Regions from separate parts of the Mus musculus genome. Here region 2 is linked to region 1. A link is a contact called in public ChIA-PET data. All regions are on one chromosome and are shown on one strand. Each heading gives the region's core, a stretch centred on a gene start, on an enhancer-like site or on the middle of the called end of the contact. The rest is flanking DNA. Distances are from core to core; before and after follow the strand shown. Region 1 overlaps Cep250 (centrosomal protein 250). Region 2 holds the start of Spag4 (sperm associated antigen 4).

Region 1 (5,909 bases), core at 2,791-5,290:
CAGAAGTCAAGAAAACCATGCACAGAACATGCCACAGTGACACGTGGAGAACTGTGGAGACACAGACACAGTGAGAAGGAAAAGCTACCCCTCTGGCTGTCTAGCCTACCTGGCGTTCTCTTTCTCCAGTTCCTTCTGAATCCGGCTGCATTCTTGAGCCACTTTCACCTTCTCTTCAATCTCTTCTTTCACCAGCCTCTGGGAGTCATCGTGGGCTACCAGCTGAGACATTAGGTCCTCTACCTGGAAGGTGACAAGCATGAGGCTGAGATGGCAAAGACGGGCCGCATGGGAAGACACGTCTAACCTCGGGCTTCAGGCTGCTGTCAGCTGTGCCAGTCAGTGGCCGTCCCCACAGCTCTGCAGGAGTCACTAGTCCCTGCACTATGTTTTTCTTTACATTTACATGTTTATTCGTTTATTTGTGTACACACTTGAATGCATGCCACGACATGTTTGTGGAGGACAGTAGACAATTTGTAGGAGTTAGTTCTGAACTACCTCACTATGATGTATATGCAAGTTCACACACACACACTTTTTTTTTTTAATTATTCAAGACAGGGTTTCCTCTTTGTAGCCCTGGCTGTCCTGGAACTCACTCTATAGACCAGGCTGGCCTTGAACTCATAGAGAACCACCTGCCTCTGCGTCCTAAGTGCTGGGAGTAATGGTGTGCACCACCAATGCCTGGCTACACAACCCATTCTTAATCATCCTGTTTGTCTTCATAGCATGAGAAATCTTACATAAATGCAGACATGAATAAAAACCTTGCTGGGATACAACTATTCCAAAAGGCAAAGTGATGGGCAAGACCACAGTGACTATACACACACATACCAAAAAAGTAAAATAAAATAAAATAAAATAAAATAAAAACTTCGAGCCAGGCGGTGGTGGTGGTGCATGCCTTTAATCCCAGCACTTGGGAGGCAGAGGCAGGTGGATTTCTGAGTTCGAGGACAGCCTGGTCTACAGAGTGAGTTCCAGGAAAAAACAAACAAACAAACAAACCTTAGAACATCCTCTGTTATAGGCTTATGAGAAGGAAAAGCCATCTGGTAAATATGGACATAAGATTTCAGCGAGGACAGGAAAAACAACCCAAACTGGCTTGCTTTAGAAAAGTCAGCTTAGGGTCATTCCAGACAAGTGGAAAGCAGTGGTTGCAGTGTCCTGTAACACATCTCCACTGGAAATCACAATCAAAATGTGTGTGTGTGTAAGTGCAAATGTGTGTGCACAGGTAGGTCAGAGGTTAATATGTGTCCTCTATCATTCTCTAGCCTTTTTTTTTCCTTTTTTTTTTTTTTTGAGGCAGGGTCTCTCTTTCTCCTTAAACCTGGAATTTACTTTCAGCAGGATCAGCCGACCAGTGAGCTCCAGAGATCCTCCTGCCTCTGCCTCTTCAGCGCTAGGGTCAGCACCTGCCTTCACACCCAGATCTTCATGAGGGGGCTGAGAATCTCAACTCGGACCCTAACGCTGTGTAGCAGGTACTTTATCAGTGCAGCCATCTTCCTAACCGGCTCTTGTTTTAGAGACAGAATCCCACTCTGCAGCTCCAACTGACTTCAATCTCAACAGTCCACCTCTTAAATGCTGAGATTAAACATACAGTAATTGAATATAACCTAGTCACATTCTCTTATGCATTTTAAACCATCTCCAAGTTACTTACCAAACCTAATATGATGTAAACAGTACCTAATGAAATGTGAATGCTATGTAAACGGTTGTTATATTTTAGAGAACAAAAAAAAGTCTATACATTTACACTAAAAAGCCTTCCCAATGTTTTCAACTGGCCATTGGCAGAATTTGTGGATAAAGAGGGCTAGTAATACAATCCCAGAACTCTCAAAGGTACATGCTCAGCTCTGAACACCCTTCAACTCTGCATTTAGTTCGGTGGCCTATCTCTGTTCTCCCGAGGTCAAGAAGCAGGACCCAGATTCCACTGTCTGTAGAAGGGAGTAGGAAGGAAGGGCTGTGGGGCAAGTAGAAAAAAAGGTACCTGCTTCTGCAGGTCCAGCTTGTCCTTCTGGAAGGCAGCAAGGTCGTCCCTGTGCTGCTGGGCTGCCTCCTTCAGCTCCTGCTGTGTTTCCTGAAGCTGGGCCTGCAGCATGCCAGTGGTCTCCTATAGAAAGCAATCGGGGAGTACAGAAAAGCTCCCATGGGAGCTAGCTCCTGAAATCCTTACTATATAAATAATTGGTCTGTTTGTTTCTATTGAGTTGGCAGAAACTGAGGCAGGAAGTAGCAATGCATACTTTCTCCCTCTATTCTCAGACCTCATTTCCCCTCCTATGCCTGCATGGGTTCAGCCAACTTTTCTGGGCAAGCCCAAGAGCTGGTAACTGTCCCTAGCAGACTCATTAGCAGCCTCCTAAGCAGATCCTTATTTCCACTTAATTGCACACACACACACACACACACACATTTCCACCTGGTCTAGTACAGCATTAAAAAGATATCCTGGTCAGGCATGGTGACATATGCCTATAATCCTAGCTCTAGGGTAGCAGAGACATGTAGAAGCTACATAACAGAGAAACTCTGCCTCAAAAATTATTTAATTAATTAAGTTAATAATAAAAATGTAGTAATTTTGTAATTTAGTAGTTGAACATTTGCCTAACATATCCAGGTTTGATCCCCAGAACCACCAAAAGATAACAATAATTTAAAAAAAACGTAAACAAGAATATATAAAATCATGCATGAGGGGCTAGGGAAATGGTTGGTGGTTAAGAGCACTGGCTGCTCTTTGCTCTTGCAGAATACCCAGGTTCAGTTCCCAGAAACCATATGGTGACTCAAAACTTCACTAACTCCAGTTCCAGGGGCTCTGACATCTTCTGGCCTCTGCAGGTACCAGGCCTGAACATGGTATATATACATACATGCAGGCAAGACATTCATACACATAACATAAAAATAAATAAATCTGGGACTGGAGAGATGGCTCAGAGGTTAAGAGCACTGTCTGCTCTTCCAGAGGTCCAGAGTTCAATTTCCAGCAACCCCATGGTGGGTCACAACCATCTGTTATGGGATCCAATGCCATTTTCTGGTGTGTCTGAAGACAGCTACAGTGTACTCATATACATAAAATAAATAAATATAAAAAAATCATGCATCTCTCTTACACTTAAAATATCAGTCACCAGTTTTCCACTGGCCTCTAAACAAACCCCAAGCTCCCATGGCTAAGGAGGGGTCCTTTCCTTCTCTCCTCTCTTCTGTACTGACCCCAAGTTTATCACACTAGAGCCATGTACCTCCTTTTACCCCATATTTCCTAAGCCTCTGTCTGTCTGTTTCAGGGCCCTCTGACAATGGAATCCTGTGCCTAACATGTCCTTCAAAACTACCCTTAGCTGGGAAGGTTCTGCTGCCAAGTGTGATGACCCGAAGTCAATCCAGGGTCCCAGCTGGCAGAAGGAAAGAGCCAACTCTACCATGGGAATTCCATAGGCATGTCATGCCATATGTACATGCATGCACATGCACACAGAATAAACAAACAGATGTAATTTAAAGGTAATTAAAAACTGCCTCCTTCTAGCACTGAAGCCCCACAGTTCAATCCCTAACAATACTTTAAATGAGGTGTTATGGTCCACACTAGGTGGTAGAAGCAGAAGGATCAGGCACAGGGCCATCGCCATACCTGTTCCTTTAACTTCTGAATCTTCATGTCCTGTCTCAGCCTTTCCAGCTGTTGACTAGCATCTGCCAGCTCCTTCTGGGTCCTCAGCAGTGTCTCCAGGAGGGATACTCTCTCCTTCTCTGTTTCTAGCTGCATCTGGGGAAGGGCAGGAAGGGCAAGGGCTTCATGGCTCTGGATTATCATGTTCACCCAGGAGGCCATAAGCACATCTCATCTGCTCCAAGGTCTTCCAACAACAGGATGAGGGGCTGAGGGCAAGGGAAAGTCTCGGACCATTAACTTAGAACCAGGAAGTGCAAAGACTGCCACCGGCTCATAAGCTGACAGGATGTGGTCAATGCTGGCCCTCCCTCGGGAAGTATGACACACTGCCTGCTTGCAGCTAACTGCATGTTAGTCTCCTCACAGGCAGCAGGGCAGTAGCTACACTCTTCAGGAAGCCCCTCCTGAGCCCTGTTCTTAGGAATGGAAAAGTAAGAGGGGAAGAGACCGGGCATGCAAACATCATGAGGATATAAAGCTCGAGGATGCTTACTTGATACAGGGCGCTGTCAGCCTGGCTTCGTTCCTCTTCCCTCTGTGCACGGATGGCTTCCATTTCTGTCTGCTGCTCTCTCAGCTTTGTCTCCAGCTCTGCTCTCTCCCTCTCGAGGGTTTCCAGGGTCTTATCCAGCTCCTGCTGCAGCCAGGAGCGCTCTTTCTCCTGATCATGTAAAGGAACCCATACTGTTAAAGCCAGTGAGTGAGAGAGGAGACGGGGAGCTTGTCTGGACTTAGAATCTCTTCACTGTCTCACTGTGACATGGGCACTGCTTTAAGCCTGGTGACTCATTTCTCAGGGAAGTTTAAATCCCTGTCTCACTAAAATTTAAAGGTCATTTAATATTTTTTTAAAAGATTATTTTTAAAAAATAATATATAAACTGGAAGTGGTGGTGCACTCCTTTAATCCTAGTACTTGGGAGGCAGAGGCAAGGTGGATCTGAGTTTGAGGCCAGCTTGGTCTAAAGAGTAAGTTCTAGGACAGCCAGGGCTACACAGAGAAACCTTGTCTCAAAAAAACAAAACCAAAAAATAAAATAAAATAATGTCAACTGCACAACCATCATAAACACCAAACCTTCAGGGTCAAAAAGCCAACTATAAAAATAACAAAATTAAGTTGTTCGCTCTGTCTAAATGTATGGCCACCAGAGAGCTAAATTTGTGATGTCAAAACAGGAAGAAATAGTCTATCAGTGCTGGTTAGCTATGAGCAGAATATTTTGCTATTGAAAGTGCCACGTCCTGGGCAGTGAGACGGTGCAGAAAGTAGAAGCAGCTGCTATGTCAGTTTGCAGACCTGAGGCCCAGCTCCAGAACCCACACTGGAGGGAGAGAATCAACTTAAGACTTTTGATTATTTTGTTTTTGAATATTTATTTTTATTTATGTGTATATGTGTGGCATATATGTATGTATGGGCACAGAGGCCAGAGGAAGGCTTTAGAGGCAACTGGGAATCACCTGAGGTGGTTACTAGGGACCAACTCAGGTCCTCTGAAGAGCAGACTCTCTAACCATGGATCTCTCTAGCCCCTTGATCATGTTTTACAGTGAGTTTGCTGACAAGAAAGCAGCCAAAAATTTGCTCATTTTTGGAATTATGTGGGTATGACAGCAGGTATTTTCAAATAGTTGAGTAGTGTCCACAAGGCATTTCCTCAACTAAAATTCAGTCATGATACCTCCTGAAAGCCCAAAGTAAAAGATTATAACCCTGCTGACTGATCAGCTAATGGCCTCAGATTTCCTGAAAGGAGTGACTATCATGGTCACACTTGGGCCATGGTGGTCCCTTCTCTCTTCCCCTTCCCACACCCTCAGACAGACTACTCCCTTGTAACTGTTTTTAATTAAATAAAGGTTTAGAGAGGGTCTCACTATGAAATCCTGGAACTCATTAAGTAGATCAGGTTGGCACTGAACTCACAGACATCCACCTGCCTCAGCTTACGAAGTGCTAGAATTAAAAGCGTGTACTGCTACTCCGTCCAGCTGAGAAGTGTTAGATGATATGTGCTCTGTCCTCTCTGGTGCCTGCATCTGCCTTAGTCAGAGTGACACGAGGTAGGAAGCACTGGGCCACATAAGCACCATACTTAGGAGTGTAGCTACTATAGTTCCTCATGCCCCAAAAGGCATAAAAATAAATCTACATGAGTATAAAATAAAAACAAGAACAAGAAAT
Region 2 (6,525 bases), core at 1,435-3,934, 86 kb before region 1:
ACTTCTCAACAGCGCGGTAGAATGGCTGTCTAGGACCGTCACTCCAGCTCTTTCCACATCTCTCTGTGTCTTACCCACAGAGCTCAGTGCATAGTCAGGTTTGCGCACGAAGTCTTCATTCAGCCTCTGGAACACGAGCTTGGCCACTCTCTAGAAAGGCAGAGGGTGACCCAGGAGGACTGTGAACTAGCTTATAGGCAGGCCTGCTTCTCAGTAACTCGATGCTCTGAGGTAGGAACTTAAGGGCCTTGAGAAAGATTCCCCACACTGGGACCCAGTCTTCCAAGTGAACACAGCTAGACCCCTGAGCCTCCCAGCTGGGCCATAGCCCACCTCACTGTGGGCTGCACGAACGCTGGACACCTCCTTGTGGAGTTTATTCAGTTCTGCCTGGAGCTGCTGCAGTTGCTGGCCCTGGGAATGCACGCGGTGGTGGTATTGGCTGTAGTTGGGAGGTGGGTACCATGCAGTTAGCTACCTGTCCCTGTGCATTCCTCTCAGAAAGCACCCACAGAGGCATTGCCAGTGTTGCCCAGGCCTGCCCCAGCTGCCCTTTCACCTTAGAGTCAGCATCTCCGTAGGTTCCTGTGGAGGAAGGGACCAGTAAGCACCCTTCTCTGTCAACATTGCCCTACCATTCTTGGTTGGCCCATGGGGATTTATACTCAGTGCTTCCTACACTGCCCCCATCCCAACAGCCCAGGGATGCCCCCCACATACACACAACCTCACCCCACCTGGAGACATAGGTCTCCCCAACTCACGTTCTCCAAAGGAGGGATCAGGTACAGGAGCCCCCACCAGAGTGCTGGAGGAAGAAAAAGAGGAAAGGTGTCCTCTGATGTAAGAGGACAAGGAAGAAAGCAAGGAGTTGGGGTGAAACCTAGGGCTGCCGGAGCACACTCGGGAGACCAAGATGGGGGGGGTCACTAGAATGGGCTGAAGGCCACCAAGACGGAGTTCGGGGGGGGGGGGCTGGACTTGGCCCCAAACCTGCAGAGCTGGGTCCCAGGGAATCGATGCTCCTCACCTGCCAGAAAGATGCTCAGGAGCGACACAGCAGTGAACAGGAAGCGGATGGAGCAGATTTCCCTAAAGAACAGGAGTGGAAGCTGCTGCCTAGAGGCCCTGAACCACTCAAGCCTCGACCGTGGGGGTCCTAGACCCGCCCAGTTTCTGGGAACTCAAGCAGATCTGGATCTGCTCTAGCCTGGGTGGGGCCAGCCCTGCTGCCCTTCCCTGAGCCCTGCCGTTCCCTCTGACCTGCACACACAGACCAGCCCATCGACTGCCAGGGATAACACCATGCTCAGCACCTGAAAGAGGAGGCCTAGGGACGGAGACCGGAGAAGCAGCTCAGAGAGGGTGATCCATGAAGGTGAGGTAGTGCAGGTTCAGAAGGGCTCAAGAGAAGCCGGGGTGGGGACTGGGGTGGTGCGGAGGACAAGAGTCTGGGGCTCAGGAGGCAAGGGTCGTTTGGGGAAATGAGCTGAGGCTGGACACTAGGGCACAGGCTCGAGGAGGAGAACTGGGAACAGGGGCGGGGGTCCGAGAGCAGAGGTCAAAGGGCATCTGGGCTGGTTTCTCTGACTCAGACTCAGCAGAAATGGGGTTCTGAGTGCCAAGGTCAGAGGGGATGGGGCTGGCCTGGCTCGTACTCAGGAAGCTCTTGGACACCCTCGGGGTAGGCATCTCCTGCCTCAGATCCAGGATCGGGAGAAGGTTGAGTTGTTCCTCCAAAACTACAGAAGATCCAGACGGTTCTGCAAGAGCCCAGGGCACCATTGAGGTTTTGTGCACCACAGGCCCGCTCTTCCCCTCGGGGCCCGGGCGCAGGCTCCTGACCCTAGTGCCAAACAGCTGGGCAGCCTCTCAAACAGGCTTTTAGTCCAGGCCTTTGCCCCAGGTCACACTCCCTGCACACGCCCAGACCCGGAGCTGGAGAGTCTCAATCAGTGGAAACCGCCCCCCAGTCTGAGTCCCCGTGCGGCCGGACTAGGGTCACACTCACGCCGGCCCTGCGGCACCTCCTCAGCCATGCCCAGGCACAGGATTTCCTCCGCCCCCTCCCGGGACCGGCCATGGCACCGAGCTCGCCCCCGAGGGACACGTGTCGAGCACGTCCCCTCGTGAGCCAGGTCGGGGCTTCTGCACCCAGGTCCGCGCCGGGCCCCGCCCCCGAGCCCGCCCCGCCCTCTCGCCCCCGGGTTCGACCCCGCCCGCACCCGAGGCCCCGCCCCTCACGGTTGCCGCGCCACAGGCGGTCTGCCCATTGTGGCTCCGAGGCGCCAGCTTCGGCCGAGAGCTTCCTGCCCATGTGTCTCCTCCGGGCATTCCTGGGCTTAAGGCGGGCTCACCACAGCTCGAGCCCCGGGCCCTTCTGCCCTCGGGCTCCCCGAGCTCCGGCCCAGCGGACCGGCGCCCATTGCTGTCCCCCGAAGTCGCGCTGTGGGAACTATTGCTGTTCTCGCTGTAGAAGTTGGGTGTGTGATTATGAGAGGATGCGGCCGAGCCTGAGCGGGGGCTCCGCCGCATCCTGACCTGGGCTACCCCTCTGGGAAGCCGAAGTCGCCGCAGCCAAAGCCCTCGGCCCTTCCTCAGCTGCCTCGCGCCGCAGGGTAGCACCCTGCGTGAGCCCCGCGGCGGCTCGGCCGACCCTCCCGCTGCTGTGCTGTTGTCACCGTCACAGAGGAGCCGCGTCACAGAGCGCCCGTGACGTCACTGGGAGCCAGCAGCCCATCCCCCTTTCCTGATACATTTTTGTTCATGGTTTGGGTGTGTGTGTGTGTGTGTGTGTGTCCATCCAGAAGTTGATCTCTGCTGCTGTCTTCTCCTGCTCCCCACCTTAGCTTTCGAGATAGATTCTCTCTTTCTGAACCTGGGGCTCACTTTTTTGTTTTGTTTTTTCAACTAGGCCCCAGCGGTTCTCAATCTTCCTAATGCTGCGACCTTTAAATACAGTTCCTCATGTTGGGTGACCTCCAACCATAAAATTATTCTCATTGTTATTTCATAACTATATTTTTGTTGGACTGGAAAGGTGGCTCAGCGGTTAAGAGCACTCACTGCTCTTCCAGTGGTCCTGAGTTCAATTCCCAGCAACCACATGGTGGCTCACAACCATCTGTAATGGGATCCGATGCCCTTTTCTGGTGTGTCTGAAGACAGCAACTGTGTACTCATATACATAAAATAAATAAGTCTTTAAAAGAAAACCTGTAATTTTGCTACTGTTATGAATAAACTTTTGGAGATAGAGGTTTGCAAAGGAGGTCCCGACCCACAGTTTGAGAACCATTGAACGAGGGCTGGGACGACTCCATGGTTCCACTTGTCCCTACTCCCACAGAGCTTCAGTGACAGGCAAGTACCACAGCACCCTCTGTTTATGTGGATTCGGGGTTTACAAGCAAGTCCTCATGCTTAGGCAGCAAGCGTGAGGTTTATCCACTGGGCCATCTCAACTCCTCCTCTCTGTTCTGAGTCACGGTCTCTTACAAGTTTGACTAGAGAGCTAACCAACGGGTCCTAGGGATTCTGCTGTTTCTCTCTCTTCAGAGTCGGGATCACAGTCCCCTGAGCTCTGGTCTGTCGCTTTTTACCTACAGTGCTGGGTATCTGCACATGGGTCCCCGGGCTTCCGCACATTTTATTGATTATGACATTGCCCCAATCTCCTATGTAATTTAGACAAGAGGTTTTGCTTTGATTCTTTTGCTAGCCTGGTACTGGATATATAACCCAGGATGGTCCCGAGTCAGGACCATACTCCCGGTACAGTCTCCCAAGCCTGAGACTATGGGCATGTCATCATGTCCATCATGACCAGCTACAATGGCACCTAGATTTTGTTCACTTCTGTATCCTGCAGTACCTAGACGGGTCTAGCCTGGTAAGTGCCCTAGTATTTAGGGAAGCAGTAAATATTAGGAAGGAACAGAGCATCATCCAACACACTAAAACATTTATTATGGCCCCTCCTATTCACTTTTAAAACAGAGTCTCACTATGCAGCCAAAGCCAGTCTGGAGCTCAGATCTGCCTGCCTCCCCCACCTCCCAAGCTCTGAGGTAAAGGCATGTACCACAACTCCCAGCTGAGAGAGAGACAGAGGGACAGAGAGACAGAGAGACAGAGAGAGAAAGAGACAGAGACAGAGACAGACAGAGAGAGAATAAGCTTTAAGCTCGGCAACAAGTGCCTTTACCTGCTGAGCCATCTTGCTATCCTAGAACCACATTTTGAATAACTACATGCTTGTATCTAATTAATGTCTGTACCAGGAACAGCAACAATGTAGTGCAACCTGCAAGATTTACACAGGGAGTCTGTCAGCTCCCGAGGGAAAAGGACTTACTTCTCTGAGATCATGTTGCATCACAGGTTTGAATTTGGGAATCCTGACCCAGCAAGGTGGTAGCACACTTCTTTAATCCTAACACTATGGAGGCCAAAGTAGAAGGATCTCTGAGTTCTGAATTCAAGGCCAGTCTAGTCTCCATAAAGAGTTCCAGGACAGCTAGAGCTATATAAAACCACAATGACAAAAACAGAATTCCAAAATCCTGCACCCACCCGGTGTTTTTCTTCTCACATCACATCTTACTTAGAATGCTAATCAGCTTGGGGAAGTGGCAGTTCTTAGAGGCTGAGGTATAAAGACAGTCTGTTCTGCTAAGCTGTGTTCCAGTCCAGAGGAGGTTCTTGTATTGTACCAGGCTCTAGAGAGGTGACATTACTATGTTTCATTAGATTCCATAGAGCCCCGGAGGCAAGCAAAGCAGGAAGCCCATCTGACCCTGCCCTGGGTCTGTTCGAAAATTCCACTGGATTGCAGTTTCTCTGACAGAGGAAGGTGAAGCCTCCTCAGCATTTAAGTACCTTGTCATTGTCACCTAACCTGGATCTTACTTGAAAAGAGAGCGACCTGGCAGGAGAGATGGCCCAGTGGTTCAGAGCACTGTCCTTGAGGACTGAGTTCAGTTCCCAGCACCCACATGACAGCTCACAGCTGTCTGTAACTCCAGTTGCTGAGGATCTGGCGCCTCTCACAGACATGCAGGCAGAACACCAATGCACATAAAAAGAAATAAATCTCAAAGTAAAAAAAAAAAAAAAAAAAAGCAACCTTGGACCTCCTTAACCAACAGTACAAAGGGAGGTTTCCATGCCTGGCACTAGAGATTTTGGTAGTCTTTGGCTCTTGAGAGGAGCATTATCACCCATGTCACACACACACAACATTCACATGTATAGTACACTTCTTTTTTTGGGGGGGGGGGGTGGGTTCAAGAAAAGATTTTCTCTGTGTAGCTCTGACTGGCCTGGAACCTGCTATGTAGACCAGGCTGGCCTTGAACTCAGACAGATCTACCTGCCTCTGCTTCTCAAATGCAGTGTTATTAATATATGTGTTATTATTATATGGTTATTATAATGTCTTAATATAATTCTGTGTTATTAATATATGTTAAGTAAGCTTATAAAATATGTTTCCCTATGACGTTTTCAAGCTTCGTTAGTGTAATTTCTCTTTCCTCCTGCTGTGTTACCCTCGCCCCCCAGTTAGAATGACCTCCTGTTTTTCTCCTTTTCCACTTTAGAGCACCCATGTCCTATTAGAGCTCCCCCTTTCTACCTTCCTGCTTCTGTGGGATTTCAGGCTATGCACTCAATATAGACACATTCATTATGTTTTTGTTGCTGTGATAAGACTCCATGGTCAAGGATACTTCCAGAAAATGAGTTGATTTGGTCTTATGATTCCAGAGAGCTAAGAGGCGTCATGGCAATGAGGCACGATTGTCAGCAAGCAGCAAACAAGGCAGCTGGAGCATCCGACGCAGCGCACGGAAAGCTCTTACCTTCAACAGCAAACACAAAATGGAGCAAACTAGAAACAATGGCTCAAGCCTTCAAATTCTCAAAGGTTGCCTTCAATGACGCCCTTCTTCCAACAAGGCCACACCTCTTAAGCCTCCCCCAAACAGTGTTACCAACTGGGTACCAATTGTTTAAAGCTGGAGAGTGGGGACATTTCTTTCTTATTTATTTATTTATTTATTTATTTATTTATTTATTTATTTATTTATTTAATTTATTATATGTGAGTTGTAGCTGTCTTCAGACACTCCAGAAGAGGGAGTCAGATCTTATTACAGATGGTTGTGAGCCACCATGTGGTTGCTGGGATTTGTACTCAGGACCTTCAGAAGAGCAGTCGGGTGCTCTTACCCACTGAGCCATCTCACCAGCCCCAAGTGGGGACATTTCTCATTCAGGCCACTGCAATAAGCTACTGCCTTTGTCCTAGGTTGCCTCCCAGAACATGAAGGTAAGACTCTATCGCTGGAAACACCGTACACTTAGGACACTTGGAGGGATAGCACTGTAACTTTCCCAGAAGCCTCCTCCCTGAGGGCTAGCTCTCATAGCATCACAACCACTATACAAGAACAGTGGGAAAAGCAATCAATACTTCTATCCAGCTGTAACGCCTGTGAACCACAATAATGACCAGTCTGG

Evidence for each region. ChIA-PET counts read pairs in DNA pulled down with a chosen protein or histone mark.
Region 2: an RNA polymerase II ChIA-PET map of memory CD8 T cells shows a contact between it and region 1, with 288 read pairs. The contact joins the promoter of Spag4 here to the enhancer-like site in region 1. A contact is called at or near these places in 8 of 39 promoter capture datasets (the HPC-7 cell line, Sertoli cells, embryonic stem cells and 5 more), 13 of 484 Hi-C or Micro-C datasets (the AML12 cell line, the P5424 cell line, Th1 cells and 9 more), 10 of 115 datasets of contacts at active chromatin or transcription factors (the 230-238 cell line, double positive thymocytes, effector CD8 T cells and 5 more) and 4 of 9 other capture datasets (adipose tissue, embryonic stem cells, liver and 1 more).

What each region holds. Positions count from the first base shown.
Region 1 is chr2:155,977,617-155,983,525 of GRCm38.p6, reverse strand. Cep250 (centrosomal protein 250) reads right to left here. Exons shown (of 33, transcript NM_001130000.1): 19 at 4,215-4,382; 20 at 3,680-3,814; 21 at 2,021-2,143; 22 at 110-243. Among named protein-coding and RNA genes, the nearest start is that of 6430550D23Rik, 24 kb to the left of the region's middle. Within about 2 kb of position 4,040, at least 188 of the 459 cell types and tissues checked have an H3K27ac peak or open chromatin away from gene starts, as enhancers often do. A contact at or near this core is called in the 230-238 cell line, the HPC-7 cell line, the P5424 cell line and 8 more, where this site is marked.
Region 2 is chr2:156,061,372-156,067,896 of GRCm38.p6, reverse strand. Spag4 (sperm associated antigen 4) reads right to left here and starts at 2,684. Exons shown (of 12, transcript NM_139151.4): 1 at 2,226-2,684; 2 at 1,659-1,763; 3 at 1,264-1,330; 4 at 1,031-1,092; 5 at 765-808; 6 at 560-585; 7 at 334-442; 8 at 75-150. The coding sequence starts at 2,535. Gm39970 (a long non-coding RNA gene) reads left to right here and starts at 3,283. Exons shown (of 3, transcript XR_866890.1): 1 at 3,283-3,892; 2 at 5,770-5,929.